Regions from separate parts of the Mus musculus genome. Here region 2 is linked to region 1. A link is a contact called in public HiChIP or PLAC-seq data. All regions are on one chromosome and are shown on one strand. The core of a region is the stretch at or near the end of the contact, and the rest is flanking DNA. Distances in the headings are between cores, read along the strand shown.

Region 1 (6,775 bases), core at 2,306-4,805:
CTCACATGTAACTTGTTAGCATTGTTATCATGTATTCAGTTACCTTATAAGTTGAAACTTTGGTATTTTGTCTGGTTACTTCCACAATCATATCTTTTTTTCTTTTATTGAATATTTTATTTATTTACATCTCAAATGTTATCCCCTTTCCCAGTTTTCCCTCCAGAAACCCCCTATGCCATCCTCCCTCCTCCTGCTTCTGTGAGGGTGCTTATCCCTCCACCCCCATCCCCATCCACTCCCGCCTCCCTGCCCTCGAATTCCCCTACAATGGAGCATTGAACCTTCCCAAGGGCCTCTCCTCCCATTGATGTCTGACAAGGCCATCCTCTGCTACATATATGGCTGGAGCCATGGGTCTCTCCATGTACTCTTCCGTTGGTGATTTAGTTCCTGGGAGCTCTGTGGGTGTGTGTGTGGGGGGGGGGGTCTGGTTTGTTGGTATTGTTGTTCTTCCTATGGGGTTGCAAACTCCTTCAACTCCTTCAGACCTTTCTCTAACTCGTCCATTGGGGGACCATGTGCTCAGTCCAATGGTTGGCTGCAAGCATCCACCTCTATATTTGTCAGGCACTGGCAGAGCCTCTCAGGAGACAGCTATATCAGGCTCCTGTCAGCAAAGCACTTGTTGGCATCCACAATAGTGTCTGTGTTTGGTGACTGTATATGGGATGGCTCCCCAGGTGGGGCAGTCTCTGGATGGCCTTTCCTTCAGTCTCTGCTCTACACGTTGTCTCTGTATTTGCCCCCTTGAGTATTTTGTTCCCCCTTCTAAATAGGACCAAAGCACCCACATTTTGGTCTTCCTTCTTCTTGAGCTTCATGTGGTCTGTGAAAATAACCCTATTAAAATTGGGGTACAGAGCTAAACAGAATTCTCAACTGAGGAATCTTGAATGGCCAAGAAGCACCTAGAGAAATGTTACATGAGAAATGTAACATCCTTAGTCATCAGGGAAATGCAAGTCAAAACGACCATGAGATTCCAGTTCACACCAGTCAGAATGGCTAAGGTCAAACACTCAGGTGACAGCAGATGTTGGCAAGAATATAGAGAAAGAGGAACACTCCTCTATTGCTGGTGGGATTGCAAGCTGGTACAACCACTCTGGAAATCAGTCTGGCAGTTCCTCAGAAAATTCGACATAGTACTACCTGAGGAACCAGCTATACCACTTCTGGGCATATACCCAAAAGATGCTCCAAAATATAACAAGGACACATGCTCCACTGTATTTATAGCAGCCTTATTTATAATAGCCAGAAGCTGGAAAGAACCCAGATGCCCTTCAACAGAGGAATGGATACAGAAAATGTAGTACATTTACACAATGGAATACTACTCAGCTATTAAAAACAGTGCATTCATGAAATTCTTAGGCAAATGGATGGAAATAGAAAATATCATTCTGAGTAAGGTAACCCAGTCACAAAAGAACACACATGATAGGCACTTACTGAGAAGTGGATATTAGTCCAAAAGCTCGGAATACCCAAGATACAGTTCATAGAAAACATTTTCCTATAAGTGTTTGTTGAAATGGCACTTCGAATTCCTAGCCTATGGATTCTCAGTGTATATATCCAAGGAAGAGCAGCTCATTGTTCTATGGATTCTCAGTGTATATATCCAAGAAAGAGCAGTTCATTGTTTAATGTGGTTATTGACCTAGCAAGATTGTTTTTAAAAAACTTAGAGTTGTGATATCTTAACACACCTGAAACTAGCTTGAAATGCATATTCTGAGGTACTACCTGAGACTTCAGTTTGAAACTGTGAGAATAGTGCTCAGTGTTTTGTATATTAGCAAAAAGTCATACTAATATTTGATAACCACTGCTTTGGAAAATCATTGAGGGCTTTATGTTGTATTTGGTACATGCCACGCACTACTAAGATGGAATCTAAAATAAATACTCTGTTCAAACAAACTTCTACAGAGTTTTTTTTTTTTTTCTTATAGGTAGTGAGGCCTTTTGAGCAATAATTTAATTCTTACCAATTTAGAGATTTTAGTATTTTGAAGCACTCTTACCAAGCTCATTCTGGCCTGGCACTATTGACTGTTGACTATATCTAAAACTATCCAAAAAGCTTTCGGGGTGTGTCTATGAGGGATTAAGTTGAGGTGGGAAGACTCGAATTAACTAAGAATAGGACCATTCTATAGGGTGGGGTCTTACAGTAAATATAAAGGAGAAAAAAAGCCACACACCAGCATTCATCTTTGTTTGCTTGTAAACTGTAGACCAGTTGTTACGACTTTCTTTCAGAATGGACTGTACCCTTCTTGTATGCCTTCAAGCAGTATGTAGAAATTGTATCTCACTACTGAGATATATATATTCTATCTCTATGGCAGCACTGAGATAAGTAATTAGTATATGCACAGTACCCCCCCCCCCCGCCTTAGTCACTCAGAGGCTTCTCACTCTATATTTTAAAGTACACCTTGTACTTATAAGTACTGTTGTTTCCCTGCTGAAAAGGGACATGTCTACTATAATTCAACTATTTTGCTAGTTGGACGAAGCCAAAAGTAAAAAGTTAGTCATTAATTTTTATGTACTCAACATAGCAATTTAAAAGTATTTGAAATAGGAATTTATTGCTTACTGCTACATTGGCATGAGAGAAGTAGGTGTGTGGTGGGGGAGGGGGGGTCTAAATTCAAAATAGGGAATTTAGCAAGCTATCCACACTAACTGAAATTGAAATAGGAATTGCCTTGGCTCTCTATGTTGCGATAAATCTCCTCCCAAATATGCCCTGGCAATGAAAACACGACACAATTAATATGAATACATGCTGTGCACCTAGATTAGGCAGATCTACCGCTACACTACCATCTTCCACAGCTATGAGCTCCACAGAATTAGAGAGTCTCCTGCCAAAAGTGGTATTCTTTCCTTGCTAGGAGACCATGCTAGTTATTTTTTAGTCAACTTGACACAAACTAGAGTCATCTGAGAAGAAAAAGGGAGGCACAGGCAGGCAGATTTCTGAGTTCAAGGTCTACAAAGTGAGTTCCAGGATAGCCAGGGCTATACAGAGAAACCCTGTCTTGAAAAAAAAAATTGCAATACCAATAAATGATAAGGTGTCTATTTCCTTTAAATCCATCCCTGTCAAACCACTCAAAATATCATCACGTAAAGTCGAAAAGATATGTATTGTTTCCCATCTTTAAGTATCAAAAGGTTTTTATGTCAATAAACTACCTTGTCTGGAGCCCTTTGTACCTTCATCTCCATGATTCTTTATGCATACGAAGGGGCTGGGTGTAGAAAGACCCGCGTGGTCATGTGTGTCCCTAGTTCGGGTTGCAGCTGGCAGCGTATGCTTGTGTGCTGATTTCAGGCAATCCGCAGCATAAACAAGCAGTCAGGAGAACCAGTCTGGCTGTCCTAGACATGAGGGTGAGGGAGGCAAGGGGGGGGGAGCGAAGGATATGGAGAAGCGAACACAGAAAAGCTCTCTCAGGCATAGATGCCCCTATTAGTTCACTGTGTCTGCTCAAAAACTGCCTCGCAGGCAGTTGTGTTCCCTACAGTTCCAGGCTGAGGTGCTGCTCTTGGCTGTAGCTCTCTGGGAGTTGGGTGAGTGAGCCTCTCTGTCATTCTCTGTAGGCCACTCAGTTAGGCAGATCTACTGCTACACTACCATCTTCCACAGCTATGAGACCCCTTAGACCTTGGGGTTTCTCTAGGCCACATGCTTCTGCTCTGCTTTTCCTCCTCCTTCCTCTCTCCCTCCCTCCCTCTCCCTCTCCCTCTCCCTCTCCCTCTCCCTCTCCCTCTCTCTCTCTCTCTCTCTCTCTCTTCCTTCTTTTCTTCCTTTCCGCTTCACTTTCCCTCCCTCTGCTCTTTTATTTTACAAATTAAGGTGGGAAGCAGGTTTACAAGAAATCACCAGAGTGCTGACTCATTCCTTGTTCACAACCCCTCACCGGACAACAGAATTGGCATCAAATATAATTATCCCCAGGGCTATCCACAACACTCTAAATGAATGAAAATGTTAGAGGGGGTCTAAAATAATAGTTTAGTATGAATTAATGTGGTGTCACCCCAAAGTCAGCTAAAACAATAGTTTGTATTAACAAAAAAAACAAAACAAAAAAAACCAAAACCGGTTATGGACTGTGTGTGTGTGTGTGTGTATACATACACACAAGTGTGCACAGTGCCATGGAGTCTAGAAGAGATGCTGGAACTTAGGAGTTAGGTAGTTCTAAGTTAGGTAGTACTCTGGTGTTGAGTACTAGGAAGTTTGATCTTTCTTTAGAGCAGCATCATAACCAGCTCCCCTTAGCCATCTCTCCAGCTCCAGAAACTAATTTTCTATTGAGAAATCACAACATACACCAGTTTACTAATGCTCTGACTTGTCTCGTCTCAAGAGTGATCAGGAATTTGTTTTGAAGTTTGGGAATCTTTGAGATATGCAGGAGCTCTGTTCCATATAATCATGCTGGCCAGATATGCTTTCCCAAGAAGGGAATCTAAATCCCAATCTAGTAAGTAGTTGGATGAAAGAATTGGAAAATTTGGCATCAATTAAGTGTTTTTAAGTTACAGGACTGAATGAGATTGTCATTGGTATAGTACAGGTTTAGAAGTCAGTGAAGGACTAGAGAGTAGACTCAGGGGATAAAGATACTTGCCCACATGTCTGGCATCCTAAGTTTGATCCTCATAAACCACATGGTAGACAGAGAGAGTCAGTTCTCATAAGTAGTTTTTTTACCTTTACATGTATGTTGTGGCATGCTTGAATGCACACACATGCGCACATGAACAAAATAATACATGTAAAAAATGAATTGAGAGGATCTCACCTATGCAGTGCAGAAGCAATACATGAAAATATGTCAAAAAGGGTTTATCACCAGTGGCAGGTATTGCAGGGTGAGAGAACTGAAACTGCCCTTGGGTTGGATAATGAATGGTCACCAAATCTCCTTGGGAATAGTCTTACTGGAGTAGAAGAGAAAGCCTCCCTGAAGTATCTCTGGAGCAGGAAAAGGAAAAGATGAGCTATGAACAGAATGCATGTGTAGGAGATTCTCCTTCGTTTAGAGAAAGAAAGATACAGTGGGAAGTTGTTAAGTAGCCTAAAATGCAGACCTTCCCTGTAATCCCTTAATGCCTTAACTAGTCTCAAGAGTGGCCAGCTCAGGGAGCTAGGACTTTTTTAGTAAGCTAGGCCTCAGCAGGTTCAGAGGTTCCTCAGTTTGCTGCTGCTATTTGGATATTTACCATCACGTGATCTGAATATTTGAGGTCATATGTCTACATATGATCTAACTGTTCCTAAGTGAGACATACACTTGTAAGATGAGTAGAAATAATCAATATTATACATGATACATATGCACAAGCACAAGTCAGTGTTCCCATGCTTCCCTGCTGGGACTTGACCACTACTGTTTGCCCACATTTATTAATGCTTTAATCGGATCTGTGAAACGTTCTCTACCATATAGGAAAATACAGAACACAGATTATTGGAGTTCTGGTGTCTGGACTGCTGTTCTTCTCCTGTTCCACTCCTATTAGCTATTGTTCTTAAAAGTCCTTTTTAATGCCAGATTTTAACTAGGAATCCCCTAGCCTTTATTCCTTCCATCTTTTTCCATGCTTAGTCTTTCTAGGAAGTGAGGGACTGATTGATTGGCCTGAAGAAACTGGGTTGAAGCAAGCTCATATATGTATGCTTTCTTTACTTGATACCCTAGGTACATGGAGTTGCAGCATCTTAGATTGAGAACGTCTCTGTACTTCCATAGCTCAGTGTTTGCTATGGTGAAACCCCATTATCACGGTGATCACAGTCCACCATAACTAATGATGGCTCCTTTGTGGGGCCACTGGGTCAGATGTCCTTCCTAGCTTTGGATTTTTGTCTGTTTAGACATGACTTTCATATTCATTAAACTCAGTATGTTCAACATTTCTGTATGCACTGTCTTTATCACCATGGCCCCTTTGCAGCTAATGCAGCTATCTTTTCAAGTTGCCTAGGAATCTTGAGATTTATCCTCAGTTTCAGTTTTTCTTTTTATCACAGTCCATTCACTCTGGTTCTTGATACCGGAGGTGAAAATTTACTAACTTCCATCCTAATTACTGGAAAATGTTTTGACATTTTTTTTCATATATAAGTAACTCCTATTGATTCTTTATAATGTAGCATGAATATTCAGGAAATTTTTTCTACATTACTTGAATTAGCTTATTTGTACACTTCTATCCTTTTCATATGAATTTAACATGTAACATATTATATTCCTAGATTCTAAGCTTTGTGAGGTAAGAAATGCTGCTGTTGTGCTTGCTGCAAGTTATTCAAAGATGGGGTAGACTTGCCTGGGGAATTCTCTTTCCTATCACGGGTAGTGTTCATGTATAGGCTGAATAGCTTCAGATTTGGAGTGGAAAGCCTGTAAGTTTGTTCCAGTCAGGAGAATGTTTTTCCTATGTGTTTTAGCCACAAATAGTGGTTTAAAGGAGTCTTAAAGTAAAGCCAAGTAAATTTCTCCATATTAAAATTCTACCAGACACTATCAAATATTCAGTGACTTAATGGCATAAAGAGAACCCCCAAAATACTTCTACATTAGAATATTATGATTAGAATTTTAAAAATTAACGTTTTGCATTTCTTATAGGTGAAATGAATCAAAAATACAAGGAGCTTAAAAAAAGGGAGGAAAATATGGATGGTAAGTGATGATCTTATAAAGTAAATATTAGATTGCTATTCATTTGT
Region 2 (6,775 bases), core at 1,391-3,890, 190 kb after region 1:
TATCTTGCAAAATAGTATTTAAATTATCTTGCAAAATAGTATGTTTCCATAACAATTTCTCATTTAGTTAACCTGATCCTGCCCCCCATCCCCCATTGTTGCTTACTCCTTACACTCTGTTTTCTTCTCTTCTGTTTTTATAACCACATGGGTCCAGCTCTCCCCTCCACATCTGAAGGCTTTTTCCTGTCCCACTTGCATGTGCCAGTTTTAGCTTCCTGTCCTGTACAGACACGCCAAATTAAACACACAAATCCAAAAATTCAGAGATAGGATCCAGGTGTTTATCTTTGTGGGTATATTATTTTTTCTTAACCCTCATAGGTAGTGCCACTGTTGAAAGCATTACTATAAACTACACTAGGCAATTTAGTGTTGACTGTTATTAATAGACATCAGCCATCACCTCACTGATTTATTATGAGGCCATTTATAATAATAGTAGGTTCAGTAATAACATGTTAAGACTTAGTACTTTCAGCAAAAGCTCTCAGATAAACATAGAAATAGCAATCACAACAGTTCAGTGGCCCAAGGTACAGGAACACACACATGTGCGTGGGAGCACAGAGAAAGCTCCCTGAACCAACCCTGAGGGTAGTCATGGAAGGTTTTTTGGAGGAGGTCAGTTCCTAAGTTAACATAGTGAATGTTGAGTAGATATTGGATATGAAGATGAACTGCAAGAGCTGGATAAGGGGGCCAATATAGAAGTCTGGAATCAAAGGAGAACATTAAGATTTGGGGGGGGGGGAGGGGGTGGTGGTGGTGGTTATATAATACAACAAGGAAGATGAGTTCAACTTCAAGGTTTGAGGAGGAATCAGGGATGGGATCTTGAGGCTCCGTGAACTCCAGGCAAGGGCTTTGAAACTCAGGTAAGGACTTGTGATCTTAGGTCATGGATGCTAATGATTGTATTTTAAAGAAAAGTCCCACATCTGTAAATTAATCATTTCAAACAATCATCCTGTATAGAGAACAGGACACCAGAGGGTAAGGTTTATTAGGTAGAGCGCGCACTGAAGAGGAAACTCTCATCAGACAGTGGCTGAATCAAGGTGACAAGGAGAGTGGAAGTGGATGAAGGCCAAAGAAGTCAAATACAGAAAGTGTGAATGCACATATGGAACCTTGGCAGTATGAAGGCCGAAGCCTGTGGGGTTGTGGGGGGAGAGAGCAGCTGATATGACTACTTTCCATTCTAGGGCTGTGATGCAAGAGTGAGCTAGAGGAACAGGTGAGGGATTTGGGCCCAGCTTGACATAGAAAGAAGGAATGTGTATGAGGGAGAATGTGGGGTGAGTAGGTAGATGGGAGGACTCTTTTGAACCTGAGCCCTGTTTGGGACTTACAGCCGTTCCACAGATGACTGAGAGAAAACCACATACATAGAATCACCCTTGAGGGTGGAGAAGGTGCTCTTAGGAAGGGCATGCTGTTAAAATGCCTGCAAAGGCAGATTGAAGAGCTCCAAAGCCTTCCTGATTTTATAGGCTAAGATGGCACTGTTGAAAGTTTGGCTATCTCTGGGAGGGGAAGAGGGAGCCAAGGAAGAAAAGATCTCTTTAACGGTGAGCCACATAATAACCCAGTTGCATAGGGATCCTCCAAATCATACAGAATTTGAGGGAAATAGAAACAGAGTCCCAATATCCAGGCTACACCTCATTTTACGCAGCCTGGACACAGGATGACACTAAATGAGGGAAATATTTTCCTTCCTGATTGATCAAATGCTTTTGGGAGGCCAGATGTGCCCACTTCTGATAAAATCTTTTATTTGCCTAATGTAATTGTCTTCTCTTCGGTTTACAGCCTCTGTCTGCCCACCTAGGCCTAGTCCTGGAAGCTTCCAGGCTCAGTACAAATTTAGGTCTAGAATGTTTTCAGACTAACTGCTGAATAAGCTCACCCTTTCTTGTTCTTTCTGATTTCTAGCTGGCTGGCTCAACTCAGCTGTTCTCGCTCAAACTCCGCTCCAAGCTGACTGAGTCAATCTGGCTTCTTTCTCTGGGTCTCTCTTAAATTGCTCTGCTTGGCCTCCTACTAACTTTGGCAATATGTTCTAATCTACCAACTTGTTCTCATTCTCTGGTTTGTTCCTTCTTCACCTGTGTCTAACTTGTTCTCTCTATTCAACCTGTCTCTGTACAACGGTCCCTCTTCCCCCTCTCTCTTTGCATTGCTCCCTCAAGTAGCTTCTCTTTCCTCTCTATTCTCATGAGAGTTGGGTATATCTTATTCTGCAAATCTTTTTCTGCTTCATCACTTTGTCCCTCAATTAGATATCAGTTTCAAACATGGGTGCTTCCTTCTATAAACTACCTTTAGCTTACTGTTTGGGATTAAAGGTGTGTACTAAGGCCTTGTCTGTATTCCAGCCAGAGGGAATAAAGATGTGTGCTAAGGCTGGGCCTCAACACAACTAGAAACAGATGTTTTTTCTTTCAGTAAATAACACAATTGTGGAGTTCACAGTGTGTTCAAATATCCTGTGACAGACCTCTAAGGTGGTCTCTCCAACTCAGCCCTTGTCCCTATTGTCCTCTTCTCACAGTACAGCTACATTCTCAGTTTCTGGGCCTGTCCCCTATTTAAAAAACCTCAGGGTGCCATTCCAAGCACCAGGTGATCAGGTGAATAGCTGAATGACTATAAAATGTGCAAATTCACATAGACAGACTCAAGTCAGACTCCCTGGGGTAAGGTTTACAGCGTCTGCATATCTTTGAATTTGAAAACATGTGCGTGGTTGGAAATTCGTAAACTGAGGCTTCCTGAGTCTATTGTGCCCATGTCTGTGATTCTAAACACAAAATCTTCCCTAAGTGATGTCTCATTTTGTTCTCTTTAGGGAAGGCTCCCAGTGCGTTGGATGGCAATCGAATCACTGAACTATAGTGTCTATACAACCAACAGTGATGTGTAAGTAAACACTTTGCCTCTAAGAATTTTTTTTCTTAGAAGAGAAATTTGGCAGAAGTGCTAAAGAGAAGCATGGATAACCTGTGATATTGTCCAGGCAATTCCACTGGCCTGCTCTCAGGAACCCAGCAGCTGCTTATGTCAGGACCTGCCACTGCCACTAGGTGTGCCAGGTGTGTGCAGCAGATAAAAGGAGGAAATAAACTCAAAGAAAACAAAGCTGCAGAACGGAAGTTCCCAGTGTAAAATCTCAAGTGTCAGGTTTGAAGGTGTCTTCTCCCATCACATAACAGACTTCAGGTGCTGACGTCATGACTTTTAAAAGAGAAAGGGTATAGGGGCATCCCCATGAGTCTATTCCCTGGACCTAGCATAGAGGAAGCAGCTTAGAATAGCTGCCATAAGGCCATGCCTTCTTACAGCCTGCAGTGACAGTCACTTGTACACTCTTGCAGGAGGAGAAAGTAAGGCTAGCAGAGAGGTAATAGTTGTCCCAGAGTCCTTATTTAGGGAGGAGGAGACTACCCTGTCCCCACTGCAGATATGTGCATCACCAGGGTGTCTCCACTTTTGGAGAACTATGCTTAGGGGTTTTAGTAATTTATACTAACCATCCAAGTATCAAATGGCAGAGAAGGGCCTCCTGTCCCAGCTGCTTGGTGTGGAATTAATTGTCTTCTACAGTAGGGGTTTGGAAAGATCAGTCACCCCACCCCCACCCCAACCCTAAAGCCCTCTACTTACCTAAGAGCCTAAGCGGAACTCATCCTGTGTGTCAGGTCTCACCCTAGAAAGCATATGAGTAGCATTTCCTCTTTTGATAAAAGGTTTCTCACCAGGGTTGGGGGAAGGGGCCTGTGGAGCAGACTGTCAGTGGTCACCCTATTTGCTGATGACTTTTTTATGCCATCTCTCCTGCAGCTGGTCCTATGGTGTATTGCTCTGGGAGATTGTTAGCTTAGGTGAGTATTAATTTCCCCACCCGGTGCAACAGTGGGCACAGGGCATGGAGCCTCCAGTCTCCTCATAACCCAGTGCCACAGGACACCCTTTAATTTCTCTAATGGCAGCAGCACACTTAACACTAAGGGCCTTGTGGCTGTGCACTTCACTCTAAATTGTTTCTGTCTGTGTCTGAGTGTCAAAGAGCAGTAAAAAGTTACCCTTATAACTTTAAATGGGTGTTATACAACCAATAAAAGCCCCATCCTAAAGGCCATTTAATTTCAAGGGCAAAACCCCATACCCCAAACCAAGCACTTCATGTATAACATGATAGTGGTTTTATAAATTACTATTTTAAAATTGCAAGTTGCTATATTGAAAAGTAATGAGAGGTATTATATAGGATTTCCCATCCTTTGAAGTTTTTCTACAATAGTGGATAGCTTTTCTACGTTATGCTGTACAGTAACTGTTGTTGATAAAGTAGGACTTGCATAAATACAGACTTTGAGTATGAAAAATGAAATGTCATTGGTACATGAGATGTGCTCTGCATAGGAGACTCGGGAGGAAGGAGAGGCACTATTAAGAGTGAGGTCTTGGTGCGTCCCCTCCACTCAAGGAGTGGTAGCATCGTGGTGTGATCAGCGATGCAAGTCCAGCCTAGTACACAGTGAGGTTGTGGAGGGAGGCACGTACCCTCTATCTTCTCCCTCCTCACTGCTTAGCACTGGGGCAGGAAACACAGCCTTCTGTGTCGGTGGGACTCATGGACCCTACTCTTTGTGTTCCAGGAGGCACCCCCTACTGCGGCATGACGTGCGCGGAGCTCTATGAGAAGCTACCCCAGGGCTACAGGCTGGAGAAGCCCCTGAACTGTGATGATGAGGTGTAAGTCAGGCCTCACCGAGGTTATTTCATCTCTCCTTTTCTCCATGTGACTCTCACGGAGCCATCATCACGTATAGTAGGACACCCGCATTAAGATATCGCATAGGTGAAGAAAAAGGAGATTTTTGCTAGTAGGCAAGGAGCAGCAACTTTGCCTGCTACTTACATCTAGGAGAGTGGTTAAGGCACAGCTCTTGAGAAGGGTGGAACGAGGAAGGAAAAGGACAGAAGAATATGAAATACACAAAATTGATGGTGAAAAATGCAGTAGATGTTTTATTCAGGTTGGTGTACAGATTTTAGAATCACTCCATTAAGCAACAACTTGTTCACCATTTTGCTTCTTTTGAGATTATTTTTCACAAGGAAGAACAATTAATGTCAGTGGAGCCTCCACTCCAGAACTAGCCATTGGAAGTCCTTACGTGGCAAAATTTCAAGAGTGTTTGGTGATAGGTTGAACAAACAAGTCATTGCTCAGATTTCTAAGAAAGGAGATGCTAATATTTCCCCTGGTACAAGAGGCATAAACATAGTCACCCCAGGCAGATATAGATGATCAAGAGCCTCCAAGAGGATATGAATAAATTCTGGGGTGAAGGTTGTAAAAAAACAGTTGAATGAAAAAAATAAAACAATTCAGGCTATAAAAATGTAATTTTATAAAACAAGAATCTTTGAAGAAAGGCCAAAATGAGATAAATCCTGATATGAAAAATGTCAGCTATTCAGATGAAATCTCAGAGGAAAGCCCTGCCCATAGATTCGATCAAGAGGAAGAAAGACTGTCAGGTCTTGACAAGGTAGAGGAATGGAATCACTCAATCAAAAACATGTTTGATTTAAAAACAAACAAAGCAAACAGCCAAGGAATAGAACCTATTGGGGTATATGGAACACTATTAAAAGACCAAACTGACTAAACCATTAGAATAAGAAGGTGGTGGAGAGACCCACGTCAAAGGCACAGAAAATGTTTTTAACATAATCAAAGAAGAAAATTCCCAAAGTCTAGAGATGCACCAGGCATGGTAGTGCACGCCTTTAATCCCAGAACTTGGGAGGCAGAGGCAGGTGGATTTCTGAGTTCGAGGCCAGCCTGGTCTACAAAGTGAGTTCCAGGACAGCCAAGGCTACACAGAGAAACCCTGTCTCAAAAAACAAAAAAAAAAAAAAAAAAAAAAAAAAAAAAAAAACAAAAAAAAAAAAAAAGAAAGAAAGAAAGAAAGAAAGAAAGAAGGAAAGAAAGAAATGCCTATCAAGGTACAAAAATCATGTAGAACACCAAATAGAACTAAAAAGGACCCCCCGCAATGTCATATAACAGTCAAAACAGTTAAATGTACAGGAAAAACATTGAAAACTGCAAGAAAGAAAGAAAGAAAGAAAGAAAGAAAGAAAGAAAGAAAGAAAGAAAGAAAGAAAGAAAGAAAGAAAGAAAGAAAGAAAGATCAATCCACATGGACAGATAGAGAGATAGTCAGAATAACAACCATTTTTTCCCATGAAGACTATGAAAGCCAGGAGGGCTTGGATGGATATTCTACAAGTTATGAAAGATTACAGATTTCAGCAGAGACTACTACAGCGGGCAAAACTGTCAGTCAAAATTAAAGTATAAAGAAAATCTTCACATGCTAAAAATGTTTAAACAATTTATAACTAATCTCTCCCTACAGAGGATATTAAAAGGAATACTTAGGTCTGAAAAAATGTTAAATCAAAAGAGGTATATAATAAAACACCAGAAAAGCATCAAAATAACAGAAATTAATAAACATTGTTTAGTAATAATTAACATTACCAGTATCAATTCCCCCAATTAAAAAAACACAGACTAATGGACTATGTTTAAAAACAGGATCTAGGGCTGAAGTGATGGCTCAGATATTAAAGAAAAAGACTCAAACCAAAAAGAGGAAAAAGTAGAATCCATCATTTCGCTGTTTTCAAGAAACAAATCTCACCATTAACAATAAATACCCCATAGAGTAAAAGGATGAAAGAGCAT

The links. HiChIP or PLAC-seq counts read pairs in DNA pulled down with a chosen protein or histone mark.
Region 2: a contact with region 1 is called in an H3K27ac HiChIP or PLAC-seq map of embryonic stem cells, with 4 times the contacts expected there. The contact joins two enhancer-like sites. A contact is called at or near these places in 3 of 39 promoter capture datasets (the C10 cell line, cranial neural crest and liver), 1 of 15 datasets of contacts at CTCF or cohesin (the NIH/3T3 cell line), 2 of 115 datasets of contacts at active chromatin or transcription factors (both in embryonic stem cells) and 3 of 9 other capture datasets (adipose tissue, embryonic stem cells and liver).

Annotation. Positions count from the first base shown.
Region 1 is chr4:94,671,591-94,678,365 of GRCm38.p6, forward strand. Ift74 (intraflagellar transport 74) reads left to right here. Exons shown (of 20, transcript NM_026319.3): 14 at 6,675-6,728. Among named protein-coding and RNA genes, the nearest start is that of Mir872, 9.8 kb to the left of the region's middle. Within about 2 kb of position 3,556, at least 9 of the 459 cell types and tissues checked have an H3K27ac peak or open chromatin away from gene starts, as enhancers often do. A contact at or near this core is called in embryonic stem cells, where this site is marked.
Region 2 is chr4:94,860,756-94,867,530 of GRCm38.p6, forward strand. Tek (TEK receptor tyrosine kinase) reads left to right here. Exons shown (of 23, transcript NM_001290549.1): 19 at 2,858-2,928; 20 at 3,850-3,890; 21 at 4,668-4,764. Among named protein-coding and RNA genes, the nearest start is that of Eqtn, 65 kb to the right of the region's middle. Within about 2 kb of position 2,641, at least 4 of the 459 cell types and tissues checked have an H3K27ac peak or open chromatin away from gene starts, as enhancers often do. A contact at or near this core is called in embryonic stem cells, where this site is marked.